2 separate regions of the Mus musculus genome follow, and region 2 is linked to region 1. A link is a contact called in public HiChIP or PLAC-seq data. All regions are on one chromosome and are shown on one strand. The core of a region is the stretch at or near the end of the contact, and the rest is flanking DNA. Distances in the headings are between cores, read along the strand shown. Region 1 has its middle 17 kb from the start of Slc46a1. Region 2 holds the start of Poldip2 (polymerase (DNA-directed), delta interacting protein 2).

Region 1 (5,230 bases), core at 545-3,044:
GGGAGACTGATCCAAGGTGCCCCAAACCCTCCCCTTCCTGAGTTCTTTCGTGTCCAGAATTTGCCCAAGTCATAACTAAAAGAGAGTAAAGTCAGATCAGCTTTTGCTCCAGAGAATATTCCTCTTGTCTTCCAAAAACTATGCCTGGCTGGACCTGCCACTCTGGAGCGGCTGTGAGGAGACTATGGCAAGACACCTTGCCAAGGGTGACTCGGGTAAGGTCAATCTTTTGTTCCCCGAGGGCCAGAATCTTGAATTCCTCGTGTCTTCTCTGTAACTGCCACCTCACCTTCCCTGTTTTCCAAAAGAAATCAGGAGACAGAAATTGGGAAAGGATGTTGGATTTATTTATGGCTTAGCCAAACACAGAAAAAAATAACCAATTTTGTTTTCCATGTGTCTGTGGCAGCCTTTACAATTTATAGACACCACAAGACAAAGGCCAGAAGACCTGCAGTTTCACTCTGAGACATTTGAAGTGCCTGTTTCTGAGTGACAGACAAGGTTACTGCTAATGTCCTCAGCTAGTGATGTCCCACAGATAGAATGTGTCAGTTGACTTCAGTTCCTAAGCTCCCCTGGATTCCCAGAACTGTCTTGTTTACTGTACTCTTGGTACTCTGAAAGTTAGCCTTCCAGCAAATTCCTTGAAAAAAAAATACAACCACTGTGTAATATATTACATAACATATACAAAAATATATGTATCATATATATATATATATATATATATATATATATATATATATATATACACACATATATACACACTATATATAATATATATGTACATCAAAACCTCAGGTTGGTCTATCTATCTATGTATAAATACAATGTTATTTGTGTGTTGTTGTGATTTGACTGCCTGTAGAGACCAGGAGAGGACACTGGGTCCCCTGGAGCTGGAGTTATAAGTGTTTGTGAGCTGCCTGATGCGGGTCCTGGAGACTGAACTTGGTCCTCCATAAGGGCAACACTTGTGCTTAGTTGCTGAGCCAACTCTTCAGCCCAATTTTTATGTTCCCACGAATCACCTAAAAATAATTTAATTTAGCTGGGCGTGGTGTCACACGCCTCTGATCCCAGCACTCGGAAGGCAGAGGCAGGTGGATTTCTGAGTTCGAGGCCAGCCTGGTCTACAGAGTGAGTTCCTGGACAGCCAAGGCTACACAGAGAAACCCTGCCTCGAAAAACCAAAAAAAAAAAAATTAATTTTAAAAGTAAAATATAGGACTGGGGAAATGATTCATCAGTTAAGAGCATTATTGCTCCTGCAGGAGACCCAGGTTTGATTCCCAGAATATAGAATCATAACTATCTAAAACTCCAGTTCTGAGGGACCTGGTACCCTTTCCTGACTTCCACAGGTATAAAGTATGCATGTGTGGTACACACACACACACACACACACACAAGCACACAAAATATTCACCTTAAAATATATACATCTAATTTAAAATTTTAAAAATGAAATATTGGCTAACTATTTGAAATACTTTAGGATATGGAGCATTTTCAATGTTTAAAAATAAACAAAATACATTATATATTCTTCAAAGCAGTGCTCCCTCAAGGGGAAATATATAGCCAAAATTCAGTTCCTTGTGGCTAGGGAATGTTCTGAAGATGGGCTGAGTCTGGGCAGGTGACATCATTATTGTCTGGCCTGAGAATGGGTTTAAACCTGCCTGTATCTGGCCAGATGGTCAAGTGCGCCCAGGAACAGAGGGTGAGGCCTGGGCTGGGGATTCCCAGACCATGCTGCATGAGTCAGCGTAGCAGGGGAAGCGTCTCCCCTCCCTTAGTTCTGCCTTCCTTTATGGCTTGTCCAGAATCTGAATGAGCCACCAATGCTTGTGCTGTGTTCTGCAAAGGGGCCAGCACAAGGAGGAGTCTGAGAACCCCAGGGAAGATCCAGTTAACTGAAGCCTCAGCTTTCTAACACAGAAGCCACACAGTACTCTTTCTTGATTGATTTGGTTTCTTCAAACTCGCAGTAGTTCTCCTGTCTCAGTTTCCCAATGCTGAGGTTCCAAGAGTGAACCACCATACCTGACAGCATGTTTTTTCTTTAAAATTTTTTTTTTTAATTTTAAAAAGGGTTTCCTATAGCCCAGGCTAGCTTCAAACTCACCGTATAGCAGAGGATAACCCTGAACTTCAGATCCTCCTGCTTCCATGTCCTGAGTGCTGGGATTACAGGTGCGTGCAGTCACACAGTTTATACAATGCCAGGGATTGAACCCAGCCTTCATACTGACTTAACACATCCCTTCCTCCGTTTTTCACTAACAAAGTAGTTACGCATTGCACAACAGGAATCATAAGAAAAGACACTTCTCCCCCAGAGAGCCAATTGTCCAGGCCTCACTGAGGGAAAAAGAGGGATCTGGCAACGCCTACTTGGAATGGGTGTTGTGGAATACTGTACTGTCCTCAGATTGTAGCAGCCATTATCATCTTTATAAGAACAGCTGTGAGCCGGGCGGTGGTGGCGCACGCCTTTAATCCCAGCACTTGGGAGGCAGAGACAGGCGGATTTCTGAGTTCAAGGCCAGCCTGGTCTACAAAGTGAGTTCCAGGACAGCCAAGACTATACAGAGAAACCCTGTCTCGAAAAACCAAACCAAACCAAACCAAAACAAAACAAAACAAAACAAAAAAACAGCTGTGTGTACCCACAATAGCCGCTCAGACAGATTGGAACTGTTGGCATTCTTTTCACAGAAGCTTTGTATGGTCTTGGATGTTGCTAGTGTATCTATGACACCAGCAATCATAGGGATTGCTTAGCAACTAGGGACCCTGCATAGCTTGGTCTATACACACACCCTTTCCCACCAATGCACATAGTAACTCAGGGCCCCACCCACACCAAGCTGCACACAAATGCCTCTCCAATAGCAGTGAGCTCACTCAGACCTGCAGCTGCTTACCAGCCCTTAGTAACTCCTCATTTGTGGCCAAGCATCCTGGTATGTATTCTGAGAGTAGTGGTTTGAGGGTCCATCCAGCTCAGACTGGTTTGGGGTACATATATAGGAAGGCAGACTGAGTCAAAATAAACCTTTAAAGATTTTATTTATTTATTTTATGTATATGAGTACACTGTACAGCTGGTTGTGAGCCTTCATGTGGTTGTTGGGAATTGAATTTCAGACCTCTGCTCTCTCCAGTCAACCCCGCTCACTCCAGCCCAAAGACTTATTTATCATTATAAATAAGTACACTGTTGCTGTCTTCAGACACACCAGAAGAGGGCGTCAGATCCCATTACAGATGGTTGTGAGCCATCATGTGGTTGCTGGAATTTGAATTCAGGACCTTTGGAAGAGCAGTCAGTACTCTTACCCACTGAGTCATCTCGCCAGCCCCCAAATCAACTTTTAAAGAAAAACTCTACTTACTATCTTATGCCGCTGCATAATTGAACACAACTGTGATTGCGATCAGATTCATCACAGGAAAGGACATGTATAGTTAGTCAACAAAGGCTTATGTAACCCACACCTGTCAACTGGAACTGAAAACCACCTACAGTCTGCCCTTAACAACCAACTTCTCCTCCTGGACCTACTAAGGAAGCCCCAGCATGCTCTCTCTTCTCTTCTTCTCTCTTCTCTCTCTCTCTCTTCTCTCTCTCTCTTCTCTCTCTCCTCTCCCCTCTCTCCTCTCTCTCTCTCTCTCTCTCTCTCTCTCTCTCTCTCTCTCTCTCTCTCTCTCTCTGAGTGTAAGTTATCCACAGGATACACCAAGAACCTAGAAACAGAGACCATTGGTAATAGTAGGTTAAATGGCTGTGAGCCTCCACCTATGCAGTAATGGGAACTCATCACTTGTGATGGATGAGACTTTTTGGTGACACAGCTGTTTGGAGCAGGTCACACGAACAAACAACATGGTTCTATTAGAAAACACAGCAAGCTCATGGGTTCACCAAGCTAGACATGGGTAGGATCCTGCTTTGATCTGTGTAGGGACAAAGAGGTCTCTGTACTCATAGACCAGGGGAACCTGGAATGTTAGGCACGCAGGGTTGTCCTTTCAAGAGAAGGAATGCAAAGCCTGTTCTCCTTCCAGAGGCTGGAGTGCAAATTGTCTTTGTTTGCTTTTTTATTGTTGTTTTAAAGATTTATTTTATGTTTATGAGTCCACTGTAGCTGTCTTCAGGCACACCAGAAGAGGGCATCGGATCCCATTACAGATGGTTGTGAGCACCATGTAGTTGGACCTTTGGAAGAACAGTCAGTGCTCTTAACCACTGAGCCATGTTTCCCTGTGTAGCTTGGTTGTCCTGGAACTCACAGAGATCCACCTGCCTCTGCCTTCTGAGTGCTGGAATTAGAGGGGTGCACCACCATCGGCCAGCTGGAGGTTGTCTTTTCTAGTCTGGTGAATTCTGCACTATCTGTGTGCCACAGATTTTCCAACACCGATAAAAAAAAGTTTTCCCCAGTTAATCTAAAGAATCTATTTTTATAGACTTGAAATATAATTTCAATGTCATCATGTCTGATCCGTATGTAGCTTACTTTGTTCCTCGAAGAGATTTATGTGTGCTTTGTTGTGGAGACGGATTTGAGGTAATTATCACCAGAATAACTTTCGCTAAGTTGTGCTTTGCTTAAATATGCCTGAAATAAACAGAGTCAGACGCCCACGGTTTGAACCGACACTGGCTCCTGAGTTGTGCTGAGCAGGACTGCCTCCTTGTCTATCTCTGCTGTTGTCACTCCACTGGCCAAGAAGGTTGCAGAGACCTTACAGGTCTGCCTTTGGTGCCCTATCTGGGCTGGGTAGACGTCTGTCTCCCCAGGAAAAGTTAACAGAGTGACAGAGAGTGGGTTTCCTGGGGAAGGGGGTCTCGGAGGGACACTGGTATGTGGAATAGGAAGATGTTGCAATGCTGGTGGGGAGATCAGCTTTCAAGCAGGGAGCTGTGACAGGTGTCAGACTCTGTGCAGTGTGGTCATGCTCCCCAAAGTGTAATGGTGCCAGGGGCAGGGCAGGGCAGGAAGAGCCTTGGGTGTTATAATAAAGTGCTACTGAAAGTCTTTTTTTAAGATTTATTTATTTTATGTATGTGAGTACACTGTAGCTGTCTTCAGACACACCAGAAGAGGCCATCAGATCTCTCATTACAGATGGTTATAAGCTACCATATGGTTGCTGGGAATTGGACTCAGGACCTCTGGAAGAGCAGCCAGTGCTCTTAAGTGTAGAGCTATCT
Region 2 (5,118 bases), core at 2,056-4,555, 65 kb after region 1:
CCTGTGATCCTAGTATTTGGGAGGCTGCCTGGGCTACAGAAACCCTTCCTTGAATAAAGAAGAAAGCTCTACGGCTCATATCCATTTCTATGACATTTAAGAATGAGTCACCAGGGGGCTGGAGACATGGCTCAGTGGTTAAGAGCACCAACTGCTCTTCCGAAGGTCCCGAGTTCAAATCCCAGCAACCACATGGTGGCTCACAACCATTCGTAATGAGGTCTGACGCCCTCTTCTGGTGTGTCTGGAGACAGATACAGTGTACTTAGATATAATAATAAATAAATCTTAAAAAAAAAAAAAAAAAAGAATGAGCCACCAGGGCTGGAGAGGTGGCTCAGAGCCATCTATAGTGGGATCTGGTGCCCTCTTCTGGCATGCAGGCATACATGCAGACAGAACACTGCATACATAACAAACAAACATTAAAAAAAAAAAAAATTCAGTCACTATCTAAGGCCAGAGTCTCAGTGAATACACTGAAGACTCGCCTTGGTCCACATGGAACATAGGCCTTACAGTTCTACAACAGTGTATAGACTAAGTTTGAATTCCCATATTTTTCTTTTCTTTTTTGAGACAGTGTCTCACTATATAGTTCTGGTTGGTCTCAAATTCATTTGCCCCTGCATCAGAAGTACTGGGATTAAAGGTGTGTGCCATTACACTACCCTCGCCGTTTTTTTCGAACATTAGGCCTTTTTCGAACATTTTTTCGAGCAGTAGGCCCTTACCTGACAAGTGACATTGCGAGTGATCCGCTTATACTCCTCATTGGCTAGCTGTATCTTAATCTTCTCTAGCCGGGCAACTAGCTCTGGATTCTAAACAAAAATAAGCACGTGAGAAGAATGATATTCTTTTACATGTTTCCAAAGACCACTGTACTCCTAATGGTGCTGGGACACCGCACACCTGTTATGCTTGCACTGCTTTGGAAAATGGTTCACTGAGTCTCAGTTTTCCAAAGCCGTCAGAGAGGTTTCTCTCCCTGATCTTAGACTCCCAACAGCTTTTGGTTTTGTTTTTTTAAATCCTTTGTACATGCACATAAACCCGAGCAGCAGTACATGTGTGCAGGGAAGAGATAACCTTTGGGAGTCAGCCTTTCCCTCCACCATGGGGGTCCTAAGGACAGAACCCAGGTTGCCTGCCATGCTTGGTAGCAAGTGCCCCCACTCATTGAGGTATTTCACTGGCCCCCAAATTTTATGTATTTATTGGTGCTAGGGCCTTGTCAAGTACTATCCCACTGAGCCACAGCTCAGCTTTTCCAAAGAATTAAAATATAAGATTTCAAACCCAAAAGCTGATTAATAAAACCTGTACCCAACTCTCACAAATTTCTGTTACATACCCGGGGAGGCTTCACAATCTCTGGAAAGTAGATGTCACTGCCTTCTAGGAGTTCATGAAGATACAGCCTGGAATCTGGAAAGAATAAGGTTCCACATAATGACACGTGCAGCTGAGGCTGGAAAGCTAAGATGACAGAAGTGGGTAGCCCTAATTTTTACCCAAATAAAACACGGCCATCCCTGTAAACTCATATATATTTCATATTTAACTCATATATTTCATATATAACTCGTATATATATATATATATATATATCATATTTCACTGAAGTTAAGATGGAAGTAGTAAACCTGGGGTTTATGAGAAGGCTTTTGGACTGGATATATGAGAACTCGGTAGGCACTGGAGAGTGATATGGGGGAAAATACGCCTCAGAAAGGATTAGATCTGAAAAGAACGCGGCGACTCTTGATTGGGGACCGCTCACTTCTTTCTCTCATATATAGATATATTGTTGAGACAAGGCTGATATATGTATATACATACACATATCATGTAGACCAGGCTGGCTCAGAACTCATTATGAAACCAGTCTAACCTTAAGTTCATTTAGATACACCTAGCTGTCTCTTGAATTCTCATGTACTTCATCTAGACAACTCACAATCTTACTGCCTCAGCCCCTTGGGTTTCAGGTACGTGCCATGCCCAACCTTGTGATCATTTTCTTTCTCTCCTTGTGTTTATTCAATTATTTTTCATTTTACTCAAGATAACTTTCAACTAGGAAAGATTTAGGACAATTCCACCTAAGTATTTTTTAGTGTCATAGAGTGGACTTTAACTGTCAGTCTTCGTTACCAACCCTACCTCACCACTACCAATGGTAGGTTATTTCTGTGAAAATAATAGATCTGTCCTAGTCAGGATTGGGTTGTGATGCTAAACACTCAGCGGACACTGTATTAGAGGATCTTTTTCTAAGATTCTCTTAAGTCTAAATAGTTGATCATCTACCCTTTGCACTTCTGGCCAGGATATGTTAACTCTGGCAAGGTAAGTTACATGCCAGTTTACCCTATTCCCTACCTTAACATAAGTAAATAGGTCTGAAAAGGAGAAATGACTTCTTTACAATGTCTAGAACTACATGCGACTCAATCCAGATCTTTCAATAGTTTTTGTTGTTGTTACCGTTTCCCTACCCTCACCCCTAAACTGGGGCTTGCACCTTTACCTTTGAGATGGAAGGAAAAAAAATCACTTTTTCCAAACACGATATGCTCACTATTGATATATGGCCCTCAAATGGAGAAACTCAACCTGTCAGATAGTACTGGGCTACAATCTCGACTTCCTAAAAAAATTCACATGGACTTAGGTGGCACTAAAAGAGGACTCAACAAAATCTGAAAATACGTTTTGTAACACACTAAGAATTTTCACGGAAGTTAAGATGGAAGTAGTAAACCTGGGGTTTATGAGAAGGCTTTTGGACTGGATATATGAGAACTCGGTAGGCACTCGAGAGTGATGGGGGGAAAATACGCCTCAGAAGGGATTAGATCTGAAAAGAACGCGGCGACTCTTGAATGGGGACCGCTCACTTCTTTCTCTCAGGTGCTGATGCAGATCTCGGATGAGACGGAATGAAACCAGGCGCCGGGGTCCCGTGGCATTATCACTGCCCGCGTGTTTCTTTCCCAGAGCAGCCTCGAGCTGGGCACGCAGCTTCCGGGGGAGCTGCTCCCGTTCCAGTTCTCCGCCAGGACCCAAAGCGCGAACCAGTCGTTCGCCGGCAAGCAAGGAAGACGCCATTTCTGCCTCACGCTCTGATCAGGTGATCCCAAACTCGGACTTCCGCTCACAGGCGCCGGATGTAGCTGGAGGAGCCCACGCGGCCGCGGGGGGCGGGCCCGAGGGGAGGGGCTTAGGCGCGGGGCAGTGTGGGGCGGGGGCGGGACGGCGCCCCGCCGCGGGTCGGGCCCTGTGTCAGCAGCCGAGCGGGCGCTCGGGCGGGACATGGCTGGTTGTGTGGCCCGACGGGCCCTAGCAGTGGGCAGCCGCTGGTGGTCTCGGTCGCTGGCCACGACCCGAGGGTCGAGGCCACTGTGTGCGGTCGGTGGAGCAGGGGGCCTTCCGCCGGTGGCCACAGCGACGACCCGAAGGCATCTGTCGTCCCGGTGAGGGACGGAGAGAGGGGGCCAGGGAGCCGGGCCCAGAATCTAGGGAGCGTTTTCTACCTAGCTACTAAGGAAGCCAGGAGGCCTGACTCTGTTTGGGCAGCCGGAGTGCCACCTGAGAAAGGGTCCCGAGGAGAGAGCCGACACGGGCTGCTTGGGACATGTGCCAAGAGCAAAGAAGGGAGCACTGCCCAGGGCCCTGGCAGTGCAGGGCAGCTCCGAGGGAGAACAAGTAACGCTTCTTAGGCGAATCCTGCCTCCCAGGCTGGGGTCCCCGGCACCTGGAGTGGGCTGCCATTTAATACAACTACAGGGATCCCCGGGCCCTTTTGGGTCAGTGACTCTCAGAAATATGCTATTCTGTGGGAAACAAGTCGATTTAAGTGTCTACCTTTGTGGGTCCTGTTTCCATGTGACCTTGGGGAGACTGATTTTGCCCATGTGACTTGGGAAATAGGGGTTGAGGCTCGGGGGGGGGGGGGCGGTGTAAACAAAGCCTTGTAGGGATCAGACAGGATTGAAAAGTTGGCTATGAAGTTAACATTTCCAAAGTAACATTACAGTGCTTTGATGGATCCATAGCAAAATTAATCCTATTTAAAAGGATAAGTTGATGGAAATGACCTGATAGTGGTTAAGGGAGGTATTTGCTATTTAAGACAAGTAAATGTGAAAAGACACTGGGTGGAGACACGGCAGTGCTAAGTGTACTGTGTGGGGTACCTTTGAGAATCTAGAAATGCTAGGTCCTGAGGTCAGGGTAAAGACTTAGAATTTACAGCACAGTTGAATGTGTAGGATTGGGAGAATCATGCTGTGTAGCCAGATGGGCCCAGAACCTGTTATTTTCCAGCCTTAGCCTTAAGAGCCCTGGGATTACCGATGTGTGGAACCATTTTTGGTTCAGAACAATTCTTCCAAGTAGCAAATGCCAGGCTTAGTGAGTATACTGCCAAGCAGCAGTGGGTAAAAGTAGAGACAGAAGAACTGCTTGCCTCAGAACAAATGCTTTTTGAGCACCTCTTACACACTAGGCATGTCTCTCAGGTCCTTAATGGACTCAAGGCATGCATACCAGGAACTGAAATGCAAAGTTGGAAGGATGGTTAACATGTGGGGGGGGGGGAAGACCCGGAGGGTGGGTGAAGGTGTGCATTGAAACAGGATATGCAAGAATAAGAATGACTTTGGAAATGCTAAGTAAAGATAGAAGGAAGTAAGTTTGGAGTAGTCACACAAAACCCTGGAAGACTGGGAGACCTTCACCATGTAGATGCCCATGGCTGGATCTTAAATGAGGAAAAGCAGCATCCTGGGCCTTGGCTGTCATTGCCCTGACCCTGCAGAGTACTAGGGGGCTTTCTTTGTTCACGTGTCTGATTTTTCCTGGCGAAGGACTGCTGTCTTCTCAGGGTCTCACTTGCTTGTTCTTTTCCTTCCCACTCAGGAACCGTGCAGAGGGCAAAGTGCTGGAGACAGTTGGTGTGTTTGAGGTGCCAAAACAAAATGGAAAATATGAGACTGGGCAGGTAGGTACTGTGCTAGGTCTCCTCTCATTTTCATGGACTATTCTGTTTCTGAATGCAGCTAAGTTTGGTCAGAATATTGAATCTCAGCGGTATTTGTATCTTTTCAT

Evidence for each region. HiChIP or PLAC-seq counts read pairs in DNA pulled down with a chosen protein or histone mark.
Region 2: an H3K4me3 HiChIP or PLAC-seq map of bone marrow-derived macrophages shows a contact between it and region 1, with 3 times the contacts expected there. The contact joins the promoter of Poldip2 here to the enhancer-like site in region 1. A contact is called at or near these places in 10 of 39 promoter capture datasets (the 3T3-L1 cell line, the C10 cell line, the HPC-7 cell line and 5 more), 3 of 15 datasets of contacts at CTCF or cohesin (CD8 T cells, the NIH/3T3 cell line and pro-B cells), 36 of 484 Hi-C or Micro-C datasets (8-cell embryo, B cells, the Ba/F3 cell line and 23 more), 14 of 115 datasets of contacts at active chromatin or transcription factors (the HPC-7 cell line, the SCID.adh cell line, bone marrow-derived dendritic cells and 6 more) and 3 of 9 other capture datasets (adipose tissue, liver and pancreatic islet).

Annotation. Positions count from the first base shown.
Region 1 is chr11:78,445,602-78,450,831 of GRCm38.p6, forward strand. No RefSeq gene overlaps it. Among named protein-coding and RNA genes, the nearest start is that of Slc46a1, 17 kb to the right of the region's middle. Within about 2 kb of position 1,795, at least 35 of the 459 cell types and tissues checked have an H3K27ac peak or open chromatin away from gene starts, as enhancers often do. A contact at or near this core is called in the CH12 cell line, bone marrow-derived macrophages, embryonic stem cells and 1 more, where this site is marked.
Region 2 is chr11:78,508,991-78,514,108 of GRCm38.p6, forward strand. It overlaps Poldip2 (polymerase (DNA-directed), delta interacting protein 2), which reads left to right and starts at 3,306. Exons shown (of 11, transcript NM_026389.3): 1 at 3,306-3,482; 2 at 4,930-5,011. The coding sequence starts at 3,322. It overlaps Tmem199 (transmembrane protein 199), which reads right to left and starts at 3,178. Exons shown (of 6, transcript NM_199199.3): 1 at 2,907-3,178; 2 at 1,358-1,431; 3 at 735-824. The coding sequence starts at 3,117.